Regions from separate parts of the Mus musculus genome. Here regions 1, 3 and 4 are each linked to region 2. Evidence: chromatin contacts called from public HiChIP or PLAC-seq and Micro-C data. All regions are on one chromosome and are shown on one strand. The core of a region is the stretch at or near the end of the contact, and the rest is flanking DNA. Distances in the headings are between cores, read along the strand shown.

The links. A called contact is a pair of places that touch in the nucleus more often than the background predicts. HiChIP or PLAC-seq counts read pairs in DNA pulled down with a chosen protein or histone mark.
Region 1: a contact with region 2 is called in a Micro-C map of embryonic stem cells, with 3 times the contacts expected there. The contact joins the promoter of Tdh here to the promoter of Ctsb in region 2. A contact is called at or near these places in 1 of 484 Hi-C or Micro-C datasets (embryonic stem cells) and 2 of 115 datasets of contacts at active chromatin or transcription factors (embryonic stem cells and pro-B cells).
Region 3: a FOXA1 HiChIP or PLAC-seq map of pancreatic cancer cells shows a contact between it and region 2. The contact joins the enhancer-like site here to the promoter of Ctsb in region 2. A contact is called at or near these places in 10 of 115 datasets of contacts at active chromatin or transcription factors (the 230-238 cell line, bone marrow-derived dendritic cells, bone marrow-derived macrophages and 4 more) and 1 of 9 other capture datasets (pancreatic islet).
Region 4: a contact with region 2 is called in an HNF4G HiChIP or PLAC-seq map of pancreatic cancer cells. The contact joins the promoter of Mtmr9 here to the promoter of Ctsb in region 2. A contact is called at or near these places in 3 of 39 promoter capture datasets (the C10 cell line, liver and pre-B cells), 1 of 484 Hi-C or Micro-C datasets (muscle stem cells), 7 of 115 datasets of contacts at active chromatin or transcription factors (bone marrow-derived macrophages, effector CD8 T cells, embryonic stem cells and 3 more) and 1 of 9 other capture datasets (adipose tissue).

The regions. Positions count from the first base shown.
Region 1 is chr14:63,507,010-63,512,086 of GRCm38.p6, reverse strand. Tdh (L-threonine dehydrogenase) reads left to right here and starts at 2,995. Exons shown (of 9, transcript NM_021480.5): 1 at 2,995-3,377.
Region 2 is chr14:63,120,834-63,125,536 of GRCm38.p6, reverse strand. It overlaps Ctsb (cathepsin B), which reads right to left and starts at 3,075. Exons shown (of 10, transcript NM_007798.3): 1 at 2,972-3,075.
Region 3 is chr14:63,449,216-63,454,090 of GRCm38.p6, reverse strand. Fam167a (family with sequence similarity 167, member A) reads right to left here. Exons shown (of 4, transcript NM_177628.4): 3 at 1,452-2,220. The coding sequence starts at 1,835. Among named protein-coding and RNA genes, the nearest start is that of Fam167a, 15 kb to the right of the region's middle. Within about 2 kb of position 2,765, at least 32 of the 459 cell types and tissues checked have an H3K27ac peak or open chromatin away from gene starts, as enhancers often do. A contact at or near this core is called in pancreatic cancer cells and pancreatic islet, where this site is marked.
Region 4 is chr14:63,540,538-63,545,506 of GRCm38.p6, reverse strand. Mtmr9 (myotubularin related protein 9) reads left to right here and starts at 1,554. Exons shown (of 10, transcript NM_177594.1): 1 at 1,554-2,049; 2 at 3,051-3,159. The coding sequence starts at 1,868.

The DNA of each region.
Region 1 (5,077 bases), core at 1,746-4,245, 390 kb before region 2:
CTGCTTCTCCAGCACCAGGTCTGCCTGTGTGCTGTCATGTTCCCCACCATGATGAGAATGGACTAACCTTTGTAGCATTAAGCAAGTCGCCAATTCAATTCTTTATTTTATAGGAGTTGCCTTGGTCATGGTGTCTGTTCACAACAATAGAACAGCGACCAAGACACAGAGTTTTAGCTTAGGCTGGCCTTGAACTTACAATGTAACTTGAAATGACCTTAAACTTCTGATCCTCTTCTCTCCGTCTCCCTGGTGCTAGAATTAAGGGCATGTGCCACCACCCAGAATTTTGTGCATACTAGGTAAACACTGTGCCAGCTGAAGGCTGCTAGCAGAATACTGGCTTCCAGGCAGCTAGGATGAGGGTCTTAAAGCCCACACCCACAGTGACACACCTACTCCATGAGGCTACGCCTACTCAACAAGGCCACACCTTTTTTTAATAACAATCTTTCTCTTTTATTTAATATTTATTTATTCATTTATTATTTGTAAGTACACTGTAGCTGTCTTCAGACATTCCAGAAGAGGGCATCAGATCTCATTTCAGATGGTTGTGAGCCACCATGTGGTTGCTGGGATTTGAACTCAGGACCTTTGGAAGAGCAATTGGCACTCTTAACCGCTGAGCCATCTCACCAGCCCCCACACCTTTTAATAGTGCCTCTCCCAGGGGCAAGCATATACAAACTATCACACCCACTATCTAAGCTGGGCTCACAGAGGCTTACTTTGCTGACCAAAAAGCACAGGATACCAGGCAGGCACAGACTTGGAGAGCCAGGCTGGCACAGGAGCCTGTAGCTCTGAAGTCAGGAAGCCTCCAACAGGGTGCTCCCAGTATGACTCTCTCACAGCCTCTTAGGCAGCCAGTCAGGATTCAGACCTAGAAGGCATTTCTGCACATGGGAAACCAACCTTTATCACTTCAGGGATGTTGGAAGGAACCTTACAGCTGTGTCCCCCCACACTGTGGGGCCCATGGACCTTAGAAGTCTTGTTACAGGGCAGATTCCTTAACTTTGTTTTTGGACCTGCTACTTGCTCTGGGATCACACTGTTCATACCAAGCCCCTACTGCTTAGAAACCTGTCTGTTACTGGAGCTTTTAGGCCTGTACCCCTAAAAAAAGCTAGGCATGGCCACATACCCTCAATATACTTACCTAAGAGGCAAATACCAGTGCAAAGCAGAGAGAGAGAGAGAGAGAGAGAGAGAGAGAGAGAGAGAGAGAGAGAGAGAGAGAGAGTTATTCAACACGGCCACACTGGGAAGAGGAACACATACAAGATCATGCTGACACAGAAAACAGCTCTCACAACCGGGAAGAAGTCCATTCTGGAGCCAAATGTGAAAGCCATAGACTAGCAACACAGTCAGGTGGTCCTGAATATCACACTCCAACATGGCAACAGTCTCATGAAGCTTTCTATAACAAAATCATAAATTCTAGACTTTAAAAAAAAAAGATCATTTTATGTCTATGGATGTTTTGCCAGCATGTACATCTGTATTATGGAACACCAGGTGGCCCTAGAGGATCCCCTGGAACTGGATACAGATGGTTGTTAGCCACCATGTCAGTGCTGGGAATCAATACAGATCCCACGGAAGAGCAGCTGGTGTTCTTAACCCCTGGGCCGTTTCTCCAGCTCAAGACATTTTAAAATACATGGATAGAAACATCAGATTAGCCATAGCAGCGAAGACAGACAGGAAGTAGCTACTCTAGCCCTCCGACATTATCTGAAGCATTCTTAGTTGGAATTGTCTTTGTTGCTTCTATTACTGTGATGAACCCCAGGACAAAAAGCTACTGGGGGGTGGGGGGGAGGATAAGTTACATTTTACAGATCAGTAGTTCACAACCTTCCTAATGCTGTAACCCTTTAATACAGTTCCTTGTGTTAATGGTGACCCCCCTCAGCCATAAAGTTATTTTGTTGCTACTTCATAACTGTAATTTTGCTACTGTTATGAATTGTAATGTAAATATCTGATATCTAGTATATCTGATATTTGACACACACACCCCAAAAAGAATCTCCAGGTTGAGAACTTCTGTTATAGTTCATCATGAAGAGATGCCAGGAGAGGACCTGAAGCAGAGGCCGTGGCGGAGTGTGCTGCTTATTGGCTTGCTCCCCTTAGCTTGCTTGGCCTTCTTTCTTACACAACTCAGACCTACCTGCCTAGGGGTGTCTTGTCCACAGTGGGCTGGGCTCTGCCACATCAGTCATTAGTCAAGCAAATGAATGCCCCCCTCCCTACCCCCCCCATCCCAGAGTTACCTACAGGCCAGTCTGATGGAGGCAATTTCTCAGTTGAGGTGCCTTCTTCCCCGGCAAGCCTAGCTTGTGTCTTGTTGACAAAAAATTAACCAGCACAGGATTGTTGGAAGCGAGGGGTCCTGTTTGTACATTCCCTAAGGGTTTACCTAATAGTCACAAGGATGTTAGGTCAAACAGAGGGGTGGGCCATAAAAGGCTACCCAGAGACTAAGATAGCCGGAGATAATTTTGGCTCCCAACCTGTAATAGTCTGGCTTTCCACTATCAGTTAATAAGTCAATCGGCCTTGGGAAATGTTTAACATTGGTGCTGCCCCCTGTCTCCCTCCACCCCTTCCTAGGAAACTCACTTCCCCCCAAGTCCAATTTCCAGGTAGTGGCTTGATAAAGATGTTTGACAATCTGGGTTCAATCTCCGGGAACCTGGCAAATAAATACCAACCTCCCCAGGCACGCTGTGGCTCACGCTTACCCTACCTTCTGTGATTAGACGTAAAATATTTTTGCTCGAGCAGGCCAGCTACAACATTGGACTGCCAAAGGAGATACACTTACATCGGGCCCCTTTCAGCTCCAGATGGGAGCCCTTTGGTCGGGTGTGCACACTGGGGGTCCGTCTTGAGGCTGCCACTCAGAATTTCTAAGCCCTTCCTTCCAAGATGCTGCCCCATCCTGCTTAGTGCTTGCCTTGAAAGCCACTTCATTTAACATCAGTGTTCCCAGGAACCAGAAACGACTAAGTTCCTAGTTCTTGGCGGAGGTGCCACCAGACACAGGTCCATAGCAGATCTTTCCAGCTGTGGCTTGCAAGTCCCAAATTCTAACCCCAGTCAATTGTGGAAGGGGTGTGGTCTCGTCTTGGTGCAGCCACAAGGTCAGCTCCGTCCGAGATGTAGGTGTGGGCTTCCCACAAGCGTCCTGGGGCGGAGGTGAGGTGAGGTGAGGTAGGAGGGAGGCACGGCTCCCGCGGCGGCGAGGCGGGTCCAGAGCAGACTGAAGATAAAAGGCAGAACCAAACTCTTGACTCCGCACGTGCTGCTCCGGCTCCCGCGTGGCGTTCTCAGCATCCAGTCTTCTGTGTCTGCAGGTCAGTGTAGGAGATGGTCCCCTGCTGCGCCTGTGCCCGGGAATTGGACCTCTTTCCGGGCACGGGACGACCAGCGAAATCTGCTGTCTGGGTTGGGGTCCGGAACGACCGCAGGGCGCCACTGCTTTGTGGGTCGCGAGGGGAGAGATGGGCCCCTGAGTAGCCCCGGGTGGCAAGACGCCTCCCGCTCCCTCCTGCTCTTAGCAATGCTCAACCTCTCAGGAATAGGAGTGGGAACCCGGCACCCAGAAAACTGGTTTGTCTAGTAATTTGGGATGTGATCGTCCCGAAGGATGGCTTGGGAGGGCCCCCACACCCTTTTCATCAGGGAGCAAGCTGAGGCTGGCTGTCCTGGGTTCCTCCCGTGGTTTCCCAACCTCAGCAGGTGAAAGCAAGACACCAGGTGGGTAGAATTTCTCTCCGAGACAGTAAGTAGCTCCCTCCTGGACGCTTTCTTGCTTTCGGTGGCCAGTATGTAAATTCCAGCCTTTCCCGATATAATTTTTTTAAGTGACATGAATGAGGTTAACATGGACAGAGACTTTTTTTTTTTTTGCCAGATGCCTTTTCTAGGTTGTCTGCTTATATTAAAGTCTCTTAACATGGTGACACTTTTGTCTGCTTCTGATGCGCACGCCTTTAATCCCAGCACTTGGGAGGCAGAGGCAGGCGGATTTCTGAGTTCGAGGCCAGCCTGGTCTACAAAGTGAGTTCCAGGACAGCCAAGGCTACAGAGAAATCCTGTCTCGAAACAAACAAACAAACAAACAAAACAACAACAACAAAAAATGGAGACAAGAGACTACCCTGGCCTGATGCCCAGGAGGCCTCTGTGGGGGGTAGAGGAATTGCTGCTCAGAGCTCTGGCTCTGGGGCCGAGTGGGAGGTGCCATTGAACCTGGAACTTTACTACCCCGCCCCCCATCTTTTTTCTTTTGGAGGGTAGTGCTGGTAGTGGTGGTTGCCTTGACATTTGGTCCTTACTAGTTGCAGAAGGCCTATGATTGAGGTGTTTAAGCCCATTTCCATTGAAGGTGGGTGTGGCTGGCAGTACCAATTAGCATGAGAGGACATTAGCAATAAGATGCTGCCACTCAGCTAGTGCTGACCTTTCCTAGACAGGTTTCTGGGCATGGAGCAGAAATCAGCCTTGCAGGATTAAACACAGCAGAAAATTTCCTGTAGAGACAGCAAAGAAAGATAAGAACTTAGTCAGGTTTGAGAAACAGGAGGCTGTGCCCTTGGGGAAGAGGTACAGAAGGGATTGGGGTGGTTTGCCTGGTGTCCTGGATCCTCCATGGTGTGTGTGTGTGCATTTGTGCAGACCTTACCTTTCTGTTCTACCGTGGCTATGGGCAGCTAACAACAGAATTATATTAAGACTTTTTTTTTTTAAGGTCAGTAATGTGTGGCTGGAGAGATGGCTTACAGCTTTAGAGCATTGGCTGTTCTTCCAGAGGCCCTGGATTCAATTCCCAGCATCCACATGGCAGCTCACCACTGTCTATAATGGGATCTGATGCCCTCTTCTGGTGTGCAGGCATGTGTGCAGACAAAGCACCCATACTCATAAAATACACAAATAAATAAATCTTTATTGTTGGGAGTGTGACCTATGTGCACTGTCATGCAGTAGATGTCTGGGCTGCTCCTCTCTCCCCAAGACAATGTCCTACTTTGTTTCGGGGAATATTGACCTT
Region 2 (4,703 bases), core at 1,826-4,325:
GAGTGCTGGGATTAACTTGTTCACTACCCTGCTAAACTAAACCCTAACATTAAAAAAAAAAAAAAAAAAAAAAAAGGGTGGTGGTGGCACACACCTTCAATCCCAGCACTCAGGCGGCAAAGGCGGGTGAATCTCTGTGAGCTCAAGGCCAGCCTGGTTTACATAGCCCTGTCTCAAATAAATGAAGAAAAAGAAGACTAATAAACTAAGCTCGCTGGCCTGACAGGGTGCACACCTGTAATCTCAGCACTTGGGAAGTGGGCAGGAAGATCAGGAGTTCAAAGCCATCCTCTCCTATGTGGTGAGTTAGCTGGGATACATGAAGCCCCTGTCACACTGCCACCTGTCCCCAACAAATTAAAATAACTGTTAAATCTACAGGTATCAGTCAACACCAACAAATCTTATCAACTGAGTGAACAATAAGTGAACACACTATAAGTTACATAAACCAATACTTAGACATGGTATCTCAAGTGCAGAAGTAGGAAAGAATAAGGAAAGCAACAGCTGTCAAAGTCCCTGTGACAGACAAAGCAAGTCCTGGAGCCAAACCGACCCCAACCAAGCAAGACCCACCAAAGAGGAGCCACCCACTTCTACCCCAAACCTGAGCCTGGAAGGCCTCAGGTCTGCAGGAAGGGGGGTTCAGGCTTGAAGGTAAAAATGAAAGGATTGCTAGGTGGTGGCCCACGGTTTTAATCCCAGTTAATCCCAGCACGGGGGAGGCAGAGGCAGATTTATCTCTGAGTTTGTGTACCCCATCATGCCCCGGCCATCCTGGTCTACATAGCCAGTTAGTTCCAGGCTAGCCACAACTACTACACACCCCTGTTCTCAAAATAAATAAATAAACAAATAAATAAATAAATAAATAAATAAAATAAAATAAAAATATGGCCTAACCCAGGAGCATTAGCTATTGTTTGTAACCCTAGCATTCAGGAGGTTGAGGCAAAACTGTCCTACAGTAGGGTAAAACCTGCCTCAAAAAACTGAGAGGGCTAGCGGAGGGAGGAGACTGGTTAAAGCTGGCTGGGTATGATAGAGTGGCAGACTGCATGATTAGGATGCACGAGGCTCTGGGTTGGATATCAGTGCGAGGGAGGCAGAACTCCACCCCTAGAACTTCCACCATGTTCAGTGCTGGGTGGAAAATAAGCAACAAAAGGACTCCAGATTGATCCTTCTCCCACCCTTCCGTAGGCAGCTCCTGCAGAGTACCAGAGCAGGGATATGTTAACTAAGCAAAGGCAATAGAGACCTTTGTACACCTCACCTTACCTAGAGGCCCCACCACAACCCTTCACACCAATCATACTCAAGTTCCTGGTTTCCCTTTTGATTTTCAAAAGTTCTACTGCATAGAGTTCCACCTCACACATAGCTAATATTTTCCTTACATCAGTACATCAAAAGTCAGTGGCCAACCGGAGACTCCTATATCTAAAGGTTTCTACCCATACCATAAAAGGGCCGTAGCCTAGAATGCTGAGCCAGCACCTCCAGGGAACAGTTTCAACCTGGAGCCAAGAGCGCCAACCCTCCACTGCCTGACTAGTCTGAAAACATTTAGGCCAACGTCAAGGGGAATGCTGGAAATCTCTGCTGGCACCTGGGCTGGTGAAGCACAGGCGTGGGCCCGGCTCGCCCCACCCCACTAGCAGTCCCGTAGGCCTGGGTCACGTGGCTTTAAAGGAGCAGAGGTCATTTTCCTCCACCTTCTTTTAAGCATGAGTTTTTTTTTTTTTTAAGGAAGGAAGGAGGGATTAAGAAATGAAACCGTTTCCCTCTGTAGTCCCACTGTTGTGGAATCCATTACATAGCCCAGGCTGGTTTCCAATGCACAGCGATTCTCCTGCCTCAGCCTTCCAAGTGCCGTGATTGCCTTGCTCTGGTATGGCTCTGGGGACTCTGGAGTTTTAGGTCACCATGGCCAGAGCCTATGGGAAACAACTGTCCCCTGAACGGCTTCGAACAAAGATGACACCTTCACCAACATTTTGCAAATGCTACTCTGAATCCGGGGACTGCAGACCATACCTCCACAGCAGTCCCTCACAGGAAGCACCTGGAGATCAGTCTTCCCGAGACACTAAAAGGAGTTAAACTTCCCTTTCAATCCCACAATTTATCTCCCTTCCCAAACACGTGAGGGGATCTGGTTAGGTGGAGGTAAGGTGCGGATGGGTTTTAGTCCTTTACTCTTGGGCCCTAGGGGACCAAGTCCAATTTACCTATCTCTTGGTCCGCACGCCCAGCACTCTGGGAGAGGATGCTATCTCTCCCGGCTAGCAGGGCCCTGACTGAAGGAGGCTGTCCTGCAAGTACCTTTCCTCCATCACATTGGCCATTCCCCTCCAGAGAAAGGTTCTGGGAGAGCCCCTATCCTTTAGCTCTGCTTCTCTTCCTGTTTCTCGGTTTAACTCTTCGTGCAGGTTCCACCCCAGCCACCCACTACCAGGTTCCCATTCTCAATAGAACAGGTCTTTTAGGGTGCCAGGCACTGCGTGGGTTTGTGTGTGGAAAAGTTCCCGGGGCAGATTCTTTAGAATAAGCCACAAACCTGCACTAGATGCAGGTCGATACTCGCCCTGAGCACCCCTGAGACTTGCAATCTGCGAGCTGGAAGGGCCAGAGCTGAACCCTTCCCTTTAAGCTCCTCCCTCGGAGCTCCCCGAAGTCCCCACCTCCGCCCTTGAAGTGCGCCAAGGCCACTGGAAAGAAGCCGATCACCGCGGGGTCACCAGGCTCGGCCCTAAAGCGTGAAAGCTGGAGCTCTGCCGGTCTAGCCTGCGGGAGCCTAAGACCGCGATCCGCCAGGGCGAGCAGCATCTAGGGCCGCGGAGGAACCGCGCCTGCGCCCTGGGCAAGTGAAGGGCCTGTCTCCACCACCGCTGCTCAGCCCGCTCCCCCGACCCCAGCCAAAGTGACTTCCGCCATGGAGCCACTGTGCCCCGGGCAAACTCACCGAGCGCAGCGCGACAGCCTGGGCCTGCAGCCACCAAGCCAAACGGAGCCGCTCCTGGCCTCTCCCGTGCACTCCTAAGTACCCGCGCAGCTCCGCCCTCCGCTGGGGGCTGATTCGTCACGTGATGCTTGACCGCGCCCCCGCCCCTGCCGGCCCCTCCCCCTTCATCCCGGGACTCTGCAAGCTGTGTTAAACCCAAAAGAAACTGGTGGTTTGTCTGCTCTCTTTCCATTTCGCACAGAGATGCTCTCCAGGGACCTCTGCAGGTACCCTGCACTGGGAAGATACAACATCTTCGTGACATGCATTCCTCGGGAAGGCCCCGCTGGCTCGGGGACCTGGAAATGTCTGGAGGAGCCTCCTGGCCTTATATTCTGAAGCTCAGACTATAATGGCGTAGAAATACTCAAACCAAGGGAAGCAACCAAAAACTAGAACTGGGCTGGGATTGTAGCCCAGAAGTAGAGCTCTTACTTACCAAGCCCAAGGCCCTGGGTTCGATCCCTAGTTTAAAAAGAAAGAGAGAAACCAAAACCCCATGAATTTTGTCCAAGGCATGTTATGAAATTCAGAACTCCTGCCAGGCCATATGAACCTCCCCCCATCTTGTGTGGTAAGCTAGCCAGTGAGAAGCTGGCTGACCTAGTTGATCTGACAGGTCATAGCATACCCCCACCCCCACCCCAGGGTCGAGCACCCTCAGATCTCTCCAATCCTTAGGTCTATCCTGTAATATAGGAATGGCCTCATGTCAGCATGGTATCTTGTAGCCAGGCTTGTGACGATAAGAAAGGTTTGGATCTAGTGGATTCCAAGGTTCTATTGGTAGGCTCCCAGTTAAGGACAGGAGTGGAAGTGTAGTTACTGAACCCCAGTTAAGTGGAATACAGGAAGAACTCAGAAAACTTGCGGAAAGGCAGGTCCATGGCCATCTGTCCAAGGCCAGCTGTCCCAGCTGCTGACAACAGGTAGAAACTGGCTGCTTATTTTAGGGTAAAAAGTCCAAACAAAAATGAGCAGCCTTTCTTGGCTAAAAGCCCAAAATGTCCTCTGACATGCCCAGAGCCTGGCCCTTGGCAGGAGCTAGAGATGTTTAAGTGTCTAAGCCAAAAGTGTCTCTGGCTGCCAGGAAGGGGGTCTTCAAGTCTTTTCCACAAAGGAGTGACCTTTCCTGGAAGCCATACTGAGGCTGTGACCCAAACTGAAATGACTTCAACACCTGGAATGAAAACTGGACTGACCAGCTAGCTCAACCTTCTTCCTGCCTCCATCCCACTAAAGGCTACAGTCCTATTAACCCCCAGGCTTTGGGGGGCTCCAGGATGGGATCCGACTCCCTCCAGGGACCCCACGGGCTGCTCAAGACCTTTGCCTTCTTTCTCTCCCTTCAGCTCCCTACAGTCCTTCCCACCTTCCTAAAACTCACCTTCTGTGGTCCATGAATTTCCTTCCTCAAAACTGAGAGACAAGAACCCAGAAGTACCTGGCTTGGGCTGACTTCAGTGGTGCTGAAAAAGGCTTCATTTTAAAATGTTAGAATATTCCCATATCACTGCCTGCTCACCCCAGCCTGTCCAGACAGCTGCAGAGTCCAGCCTGCACATCAGTGTTTCATAGATCATCTTCCCCCTGGACACATAGACCGTAGTAAATCCTTCCTTTATAGCGCCTCAGATGAGCTGAGGGCTACACATGCATTATCACAGTGTGTTAATAAAGGAGAGGCTTCTGA
Region 3 (4,875 bases), core at 1,516-4,015, 330 kb before region 2:
CTCCTAGAAACAATAAATACTCAAATGAACCCCAAACCAACAAATTGCATCCTTGGCTAATGAGAATATTTTTTTTGTTGTTCCTCTGTAAAGACAGATCTAAGCAGTTTAGCTTCAGGAATTCAGGATACAGCTTTTAGGGTCTGTGTCCTGCCCACCTCTCCACCTCTCATGCTCCTGTGGAGCACCCTGTAGTCACGCAGCAAGAATCCACAGGAGCCCTGTCTTCTGAGAAAGCCAATAGCAAGTATACCATGCTCGACCCTAGCAGCATACACAGGGGAACAGTGTGTTCTGAGCAGCCTCAATATCAACTAAAGCGGTTCTGAATTAATCAGATGTCCAGCCTAATGAGCTGCCACCACCCCCAACTCCAATGCTTTCTTTCAGCCCACAAGAAATCTCAGGCCCCAGTGGAGAGATGTCTTGCAGGACTCACCAAAACAAACCAAGCAGGCCTCTGCTTTCCTGTTGGCTGGAGAGTTACCAGCAGCTCTGGAGGGCAGCTGGCCCTTGACTGCTGGCTCCTTGGAGTCAGATGGCCCTGGAGGTGACTCAGGGAAGCAGCTGAAGCTTGGGGGGAAGGTTTTGTTTCAGGTCTGGGTCTGCTGAGAAGCCACTGTGGGTGGGGGACCTAGTGCTTTTCCTGGGGCAGGATGGGACAACATTCCATCTCCTTTCCTAGGATTTCTGTGGTGGGGAGAGGCTCCTAATGAGAGTCTGTTTTTGCCTGTGGGCAGTAAAAGGATCCAGCTGCTGCTCCCTCAGCATCTTCTGTCCTTGCTCACTCCTCCCGACTGGAATGCCCGACCCACCCTGACTTCTGGGCAGATTCTTACTCGACATCCTTTCACCCCAAAGCCTTCACCCCAAGCATGATCAGTCATGCGCCCTCTTCTGGAGGTTCTCTACACCTTGAATTATTAAACAGCACTTCCCATGCTGAGCCCCAGTACTTACAGCTATGAACCCCAAGCTCAGCGCCCTTCTCAAAGTTGGCCACCCAGGGAGACCCACCATCCCAGCTATTGTCAACTTCCAGCTCAGGGAAAGAGGCCATTCGCTTGCTCAGTGAGTGGTGGTCCCCAATCCTGTAGGTAACTGGGATGGATGGGGAGAAGTTCAGGTAAACTCTGGGGCTCCCTTAGGTGTCCAGGAATAAGAGTAGGAGACCCCAATGCTGGTGAGGAGAGGGTAAGAACACATGTGGGCTCAGATCCTTGGGCTAATGCTTGCTTCCTCTAGATCTTTGATTAGAGGCTAACTGAGCCCCGTGTATCCACTGAAAAATGACATCTCCCCTTCACCTAACAGGAAGTCGGATGTGCAATGGGAAACAAGCAGAGATGGGAGGACAAACATGATGTGGGAACACAGCAGAGTCAGACAGAAAGATGAGGGAGGAGACATGCATGGCACATACATGGGCCTCTTGGTGGGCAGCCACTCACCAGTTCCTTTCTGAGCCAGGCTATAGCTTCATCGATACTCTGGAAGCCTTCCAGCTTGCCCGTGGTCAGTGGCCTGTCACCCCTGCCGGCACTCGCGGAAGGTGGGAGAAGGTCTCGGGGCTCCTTTAGAGGCATCAAAGGCTCTCCACCCCCACATGCTCCCTGCTCCAGACTCGCCTCTTGCTGGGCAGCTGGCCTTGGGAAAGGCCATGTCTGCTCTTCCAGCCTGGCCTGCCATTCCAGGTAGGAAGGTCTTCGGGTCTCCAGCCTCAGCTTCTCAGTGAGGGCCTTCAGACTGAGGAGGTGGTCATCAGGAGGTACGGCTGCCCCGGCTGGCCTGTCTTTCTCACTCACTTCTTCCACTTGGATCTGGGGCACAGACATTCTCTAGTCCGCCCTGGTAGCCAGACATGGGAGGTGGTAGGGGGCCGCTCGGGAGGTTTACTGGGTAGCAAGGTCAAGTCCTGCTCCTTAATGGTCTCATACGGCTGCAGCCATGGCGCCTGAAGGCATTGTTGGGATGGGAGTGAGTCTCACGGCGTGGCAGCACCTGGCGCCAAGCAAGGCTGTAGCGTGTGCCTCTCAGAGCAGCTGTGAGACTCAGGGTCTATGATTTGTCCTGTCGTAATCCTGTGGCGGCCATGCTTCACAGAAGGCAGGATCAGACAAGCATCAGCAGGAAATCTTTGGGACAGCCTCCTCCTCCAAGATCTCTCTATGCTTGCTGGAGGTGTACAGGTCAAAGCCAAAGGAAATGCAGAAAGTAGGCCTGCAAGGAAGAAAATAATCATATCAGCCCAGGTCTCATTCCCCAAGATGGGAAACTGAGGCTCAGCAAAGGGACTTCTATGAGCCAGTTCTTGGCAAGAAGTAAGGCGATTTCACAGCCTTCAGGCAGAGCAACTGATAAAACTGGACAGAGCTTTACTGTCAGTAAAACCATTCTACCTCTCTGAGCCCATAGAAGACCTTGCAGCGAGTGCAGGTTTGTTTTAACGCCCAATTTACAAAGCAAGAACCTGCGTCTCCAAGAAGCCAAGTGACTCACCACAATAGATCCCTCAGCAAGAAACAGGGGGAAAGGCCAGCTGGACACAAGTTTCTCCTCTGGGCAGGTCCTCACAGCCAGCTGACCAGCCAAGTGGGATCCTACACAGACTCAGGACAGGTGTCTACTGCCTCTAGCCACCCTCAGACCCATTACAGCCCCACCCTTCATTCACACTCAGCTTCCGGCTCCAACAACAACACCTCACCTCATCTCATCAGAGGAAGCAAATAAACCCGCAGCCGCGGCAAGCAGGAGCTGCCGGCAGGAGCTAGACTGGGAAACTGAACAGACTGGTGACTCACTCTTGTGGAAAGATGTTTCTCCCATTCACCTAGACTGCCCACGGGGCAGCAGCACCTTGCAAGGGATCCAGGCTGTGCTCTGAGCCGATCAGCTTGGCTCTAGTGAAGGGTATAAGCCAAGACCCTTAGCCCATCATATCAAGGCATAGCTGAGTTAGAAGCAGATCCAAGTCTCGCGGCTTTAGCATCTCACATCTGGGGAGATCTGGGCAAGGACAGATTACAGTAGAAGGCACATGACTTGAACTTGGGTTTGAAACAGATCTCTGTTGAGGTCTAAAACAGGAATGAATGGATGTGGAAACGCATCCAAGATAAGGCCCAGAAGAAGAGCTATAGGCTCAGCCTCTTGGAGCATATGCTGTCCTCATGTGGAAAAGAGAAGAGATGGAGCTGCTTATGGACTTGTGTGTGTTTTAGCTCCTGACTTCTTGGTGACACAAAAAGGTCATGCTGCCTCTACACAGGCACTATCTCCACCCCAGGAGGATCTTCTTTCCTTCTGAGACTGTTACATCGTTACATGGCCCAAGCCAGCCTTCTTTCCATTAGTGTAGCACACTTGAGCTATGGCTGCGTTTCTTAGGGAATGGGTGGGAAAACAACTTGTCTTTCTACCTGTTGAAATGCATGAAATTGTTTCTGCATTTTAGTGGTTGCCAATCAAATCGGTATTAAAAAGTTAAAAGAAAAATTCCCTAATCCAAAGAATTCATTCAGGGTAATACCTTATCACAGTGGCAGGAACTAGGGATAGATGGAGGTGAAGATTCAGTAGACCAAGATGGGGGCGATGTGGGAGCAACTGGGGGCCATTGAGGGAGGATGTGGGGTTCTTCTTGCCAGGTACACAGATCCTCAGGAAGGTGAGAGCAGAGCTTTCTGCTCAGGACCGCTCCTACAAGCCCGGACTGTGAGGAGAGCAGACCAGAGCCCTGGGTGCTGTCCTCCCTAGGGTCTGAGGCTACCCGCACCAGGGCATCATTAGGAAGTGAGAACAACATTCCAGCCCACAGATAGCAGAGAAACCCAGTTTCATTTCTTGCCTTCTCTGGGCAAGGTAATGGTACCCTGAGAATCCTTGATTGTCCTGAGGGATTCTGAGCCCATTATGCTGGCCCCAAGGCTACCCCAGCAGCAGCCTCAGTTTCCAGAAGCTCCAAGCACATAGCTAGAAAACCTTCTTTTGAGATGCTGAGCTGGGGATCTGACCCCAGGCTAGCCGAGCCTCCGGCTGGCTCTCTGCATAAGGGGTTGAGACTACCCACCTCTTCACATATGCTCTCTCTTACTATGCCAGGAAGGCACAGCAACTCTTAACACTCTGCCCCTGTAGTTTCCCATGGTTGCCTTCCTCAGATCTCTCCAAGTGTGAAAACTTGGGAGTGGCTTTCTGGGGCCCTTCCCAGGCGCCTGCTGTCTGCTTTTGTACTGAGATGCCAGCCTTCATTCTAAGTACACCTGGGGCAGCTGAACCCCAGAAAGCTTCCTTCCTCAGACAAGGGAGCTCTCATTACAGCCAGCCGAGCTTTTTGGAGAAAGTCCAATTTAGACAGGCTGATGAGCAGTACCAAATCCTGGGAGAGTCCGCACAGGCAGGAAGGCCTTCCTACTCCTGCATGCTCCTGTGTAGGGGGTGGCAACCTGCAGGGTGAGGTAAGGGTCTTCACTCCAGTCTCGCTGTGTGGCTTTGTTTTAATGACTGCTTCTGACTAGACCCAGAGAAGGCTTGAACAAGAGCTCAGTGAGATGAGTTAGCCTAGGGGGCCATTGATTTACTATTTTCATGGGCTCTGTGAAGTACAGGGCGTACCCTGACTCTCTCCAGCTTTGCCCTCATCCAAGAGGCAATGGAGAGAATGGGTACTACCAAGTAGGGAGCACAGAGATCAGAAAAGTGAGGTGCTTCCATGAGCAGGCTATAGGTAGCTGGGACCTGGGCACACAGCGTCATCTGGTTTCAGACAGTTTCTTTCTGTCCAGCTCAAAGCCAAAAGGCAGCTTTGTCGGGCCTGTGGCTTCAGGACCACTCTGTCCCTCTCCATCGTCCTCAGAGATGTTGGATACAACC
Region 4 (4,969 bases), core at 305-2,804, 420 kb before region 2:
TCATAATTTATTTTCAAGAAAACCAGAAGGGCCACAGAATCCATGGAGACTTTCTATCTTCTAGCATATACTAAATTGGACACTAAGTTCTTCCTTGGATATCTTCCATTCGGGGAGCCTTACCCTTCAAGGCTTTACTTTCATTTTTTTCTCTGTATAACTTTTCATTATTTTTCAGATTAAAAGTTTTCCATTCCACAATTTGTAGTTAATACAATGAGTCAAGTGAGGAAGGAAAGTAAACAAATCCGGTGTGGAAAACACCTCCACATTACTTCACCTCAGTCCATCAGCATCCATTGCTGGTTGTTTTCCTTTTGCAGATAAACTGGATCGCAGGAGTGAGTGATTTAGGAAGGGAAGGTTTTTAGAAAAGACAAGAACAAAATCAAGGACAAACACTGTGCAATCTGGTCAACTTCACTTTGCACACTCTGAAGTCAGCTACCTTGCTGTTCGTAGACACTGACTGGGTGGTGAGAATTTTCACTGCTAACACAGTAAAAGCAGGCCAGGACTCAAACATAATTCTTATTCTGGGATAAAGTAGAGGGATAGAAAGCAAGAAGAGGGAAATTCTATAGGTGGAACAACATTATGAACTAACCAGTACCCCGGAGCTCTTGACTCTAGCTGCATATGTATCAAAAGATGGCCTAGCCGGCCATCACTGGAAAGAGAGGCCCATTGGACTTGCAAACTTTATATGCCCCAGTACAGGGGAATGCCAGGGCCAAAAAGTGGGAGTGGGTGGGTAGGGGAGTGGGGGGGGGTATGGGGGACTTTTGGGATAGCATTGGAAATGTAAATGAGGAAAATACCTAATAAAAAATTAAAAAAAAAAAAAAAGAAGAGGGAAATTACAACAGCAAAACTCTGTCATTGCAGTGTCCGTGAGCAGTTCAGCTAGACTGTACTTAGCCGGGATACTATGAAGTCGTGACCAATATACCAAGGTCTTGATTTCAGGCTTTGCTACAGATTAACTGAACTATCTCTGAAGACACTAGAGTCCTTTCGCAGGGCGAGGATTAGTCAGTTTCTCTTTCCATCCTTTTAGAATATGCTGTTCTTGGTTAAAGTCATGGCGCTCTCAAAGAGTCTAAAGCATAGATTGTCCCATGTCTCTTCCAGACACCAAGATGCTACTTTTCGATCACAACCTCCGCTTCCATCCTACATTTGACATCTCTTCGTGACCAATTCATGAGACAACTACCAGGTAGCGCAAACGAAGAGCCCTTGAGGGACAGCACTCATGTGGAGGCTGGCAGGTCAGCGACGTCTTCTCGTCTCGCCTTTTCCGATAAGGAATATTTGAAGGGCAAGGATTGCGGCGGTAGAAGGTGAAAGAGGTTTTGGTTGGTTTTGTTTTGTTTTGTTTTGTTTTTCCATTGTAGGACCATAAAGTCATTGTTTCTGGCTGTGTTCCACCGGATCTAGCAAAGTACCAACTTCCGGTCCGGTTTCTATGTCTTCCGAGTCTCGAGTCCCTCTAATTGTGCAGGAGTTCCTGCCGGGTGCAACGCTCAGCAGCTACTTCCGCCAGAAGTCCCTGGCTGCTCGGGCTCGGATGCTGCTGCCCCGACGCCGGGTCCGTCTCCTCCGCAGCCCGCCCGTCAGACGCCGGTGGCAGCGGGGAGTGCAGGGCCTGGCGGGAAGCCTTCTCTGCGACCGAGTCCCGGCCAGTGGTGCGGAAGAGACTTGGAGAAGCGGCCAGGGCGGTGCCCGCAGGCCCTGGCGCACCCGCCCAGCCGGGGCGGGGCTCGACCTCCCGGGCCCGCCCAGCCGGGGCTCCGTCCGGGTCTGCGGATTAACCGCCGGGCACCTGCGGGACTGGGCCTCCCGCCCCTAGGCTGCGCCCAATATGGAGTTTGCGGAGCTGATTAAAACCCCACGGGTAGACAATGTGGTGCTGCACCGGCCTTTCTACACCGCCGTGGAAGGGACCCTGTGTCTGACAGGCCACCACCTGATCCTGTCTTCCCGGCAGGACAACACGGAGGAGCTCTGGCTCCTCCATTCAAATATCGACGCCATCGACAAACGGTGAGCGCCCACCACACCCAGGTCCCGGAGGAGCCTGGAACGGAACAGACGCTTTCAGGTGGTTTTTTATGGGTATCCTGGCTCAGCCAGCCAAATGAGCCTTCTGGGGCCTAGATCTATCTGCACTGGCCACCTGGCATCCCCAGGCTAAGGTCTCAGAGTCGTAGTGGTCATTTTGAACAGCATTTGGGCGTATTTTTAAATGTTCTTTGTAAAAAAAAAATTTCTTCCACCACATTTCTTGAATTATTGGTTGTTGTTAATCTGACTTCACGAAGTTATGATTCAATACAATTTAAAGCGACCCCTCCCCCACGATCTCGTTTTTAAATAGGCATGCTCAGCCCTTTGCAGCATAGGCCGGTCTTGAACTTCCAACTCTCCAGCCCCAGCCTCCCAAGTAAGTGCTGGAATTACAGTTGTGTGTGTATGGGCCGCTATGCCTGGCCATAGTATTTAACTGAGTACACTGTCATTTTTTCCATATATATGCATATGCATTTTAGTCTCTCCTTAAAACGTTTTAAAATCGGTAAGGTGCACCCCTGTAATAGCTGATGGGGAGTGCCGATGCAGGTGGATGACAAATTTTACACCCCTGCTCATTTAGGGAAGACTGAGTTTATCATATTGCATCTTACTTATTCTCTGGAATGATCACTTCCCACTGAGGGTAATCATTAGCCCTTAACATTCAGTTTTTCTTGTGAAAAGAAAGGGGCTGGCTCTAAAGGAACATAGGAACTAATTCATCTTTATTTCCCTACTCCATCACTTTAAATTTTTTATTTTTACTTATGTGTGTATGTGTGTATCTGTGTACAAGATACCATCAGCAGACTACTAGACTCCTCAGTTCATCTTTATTGCATAAATGTATTCAATGGTCTCTCATGCCTGCATGATAAAGACTGAATCCCTGGTTCTCTGTGTTCTGGTTCTCACCTACTGTCCTCACTAGTTTTCTTACCATTTTCATGATTTCATGTAATTTCTTACAGATTTGTGGGCTCTCTGGGTACCATCATCATAAAATGTAAAGATTTCCGAATCATTCAGTTGGATATTCCTGGAATGGAGGAGTGTTTAAATATAGCCAGTTCCATTGAGGTAAGTATGCTGCAGGCAAAATTCTGATAGGAAAATGGCGATATTTTGATTTTGTACAGCCCTTGATGCATAAGAATCATTTACTGTGCGAATCTTGCTACTTTCGCTCTGAAGACAGTTTGTGAACTGTTTTTCTGTTTCTGTAGATTTCCTGAAAGAACATCCTATGTGAAATTGTAAGCCAGTAAAACAAATACAGTGTAGCTGATTGTGGCCATGTTACAGTCCTTGGGCATCACAGTGAGCAAGTGTGGTCATCCTGAGTGGAGCAGCTCTGAAACCCTTCAACTCTGAGCAGTGCTCTTATACTGTGATTGTTGCAGTAGTGAGGTCCTGTTAACATGGGGCCTATGGGTGAAGCACCTCACCTCTCACAGTTAGCCTGTAGTGTCTTATAAAAGGAAGATGACATTACCTGCCTTTTATAGGTGTTTTACGATTACATTCGTGGGTTTATGTAGAATGCTTAGTATAATTATTGGCAAATGGTTGCTGTCATTGGAGGACCCTTCTATGGCAACAGCTTTATTTTGAGACTTTGTGGTAGAAATTAGCCATATCACATAAAGTTCACTGTCGTACCATTTCTTAGCTTACCATTGCACTGTGTGTCAGATGTATACTCTCAGTGTTGTGTATACAGACAAAGCAAGTGATTGTCACCAACAGTTGCCATTTGTGACTTTGGCATGTCTGCACGTATGTATTTGTTTTTGCCAGTTCACCTAAGGCGTGTCTGTTTATGCATGTATAAAAGCGTTGAGCCACACATAGAAACTTTGCTTGGATAGTTTAAGGTCTCTGATGAAGGTCTCACATTCTTTTCCTTCTTCTAACTATTTTGGTTACTCCAACTTTTAAATTGCTGCCACTAAATTATATCAATTATATCAACTGACTGTTTAAAGTAATTTCTAGGCAATTATAGAGTCAAGCTGATTTTATTTTCTTTCTGTGTAACTGACTTACTGGGCTTTATGTAAAAAAAAAATAGTGGGTTTAGCTCTTAAAAGGAGAGAGAAAGCCTTAAATCTATAATTAGAATTTTGTTTGGCTTTCAACAAGAAGTAGAGGATCAAGTAATATGTTGTCGAGGAAATGACACACAAACCTTTCTGCTTTTGCCAAGTTCTACTGGAAGAAATGAGCATGTAAGTTGAATAGTCTGCCATATGTAGTTGTCACTTGGAAGTATGCTCTTGACTTGGCTGTACTCCCCAACATGAATGAGAAAGCAAACTGAGATAATGTTCCACTGTTTGGACAGAGGGATGCCTAGGGCTCACTTTGGTTGGGCATAACTAGTGTAGCATAGAGATAGTAGGACGCCTCGCCAGATCCCTTTAGGAAGGAGGAAGTGAGTGTGGATGAAGCTTTCACATGTGTGTATCTTGTTAGAGCTAGTTTTATTGTGTGCATTGACTGTTGTTGGCCTATTAGATGCCTTATCTCCATGGACACTCCTAATAAGCCTGAAAAGTTTCTTCCATTGAACAGGGGAAGCTATGTGACTTAACCACTATGTAGCTGGGATCTGGAGCTTGAGGCTTCTGGCCAGAATTGAGCATTCCTTTATATAATAAAGGAATAATTGATAAGGGGACATAGCTTTTGAATAGTTTGCAGTGTTTAGTTAATTACTAGATTTTTAGCTGAGACTTTACTAACTAATCCAGACCTCCTTGTTCCCCAGCACCCAGAAATTCTTGGACATTTTATTGAGCTTCGTTAAATTGTACCAGGAAGCATTATTTCACTAGGCACAGACTGTCCTGGTGCCTGTTTCATTCAGGCAGCACTTGTTGAGTGT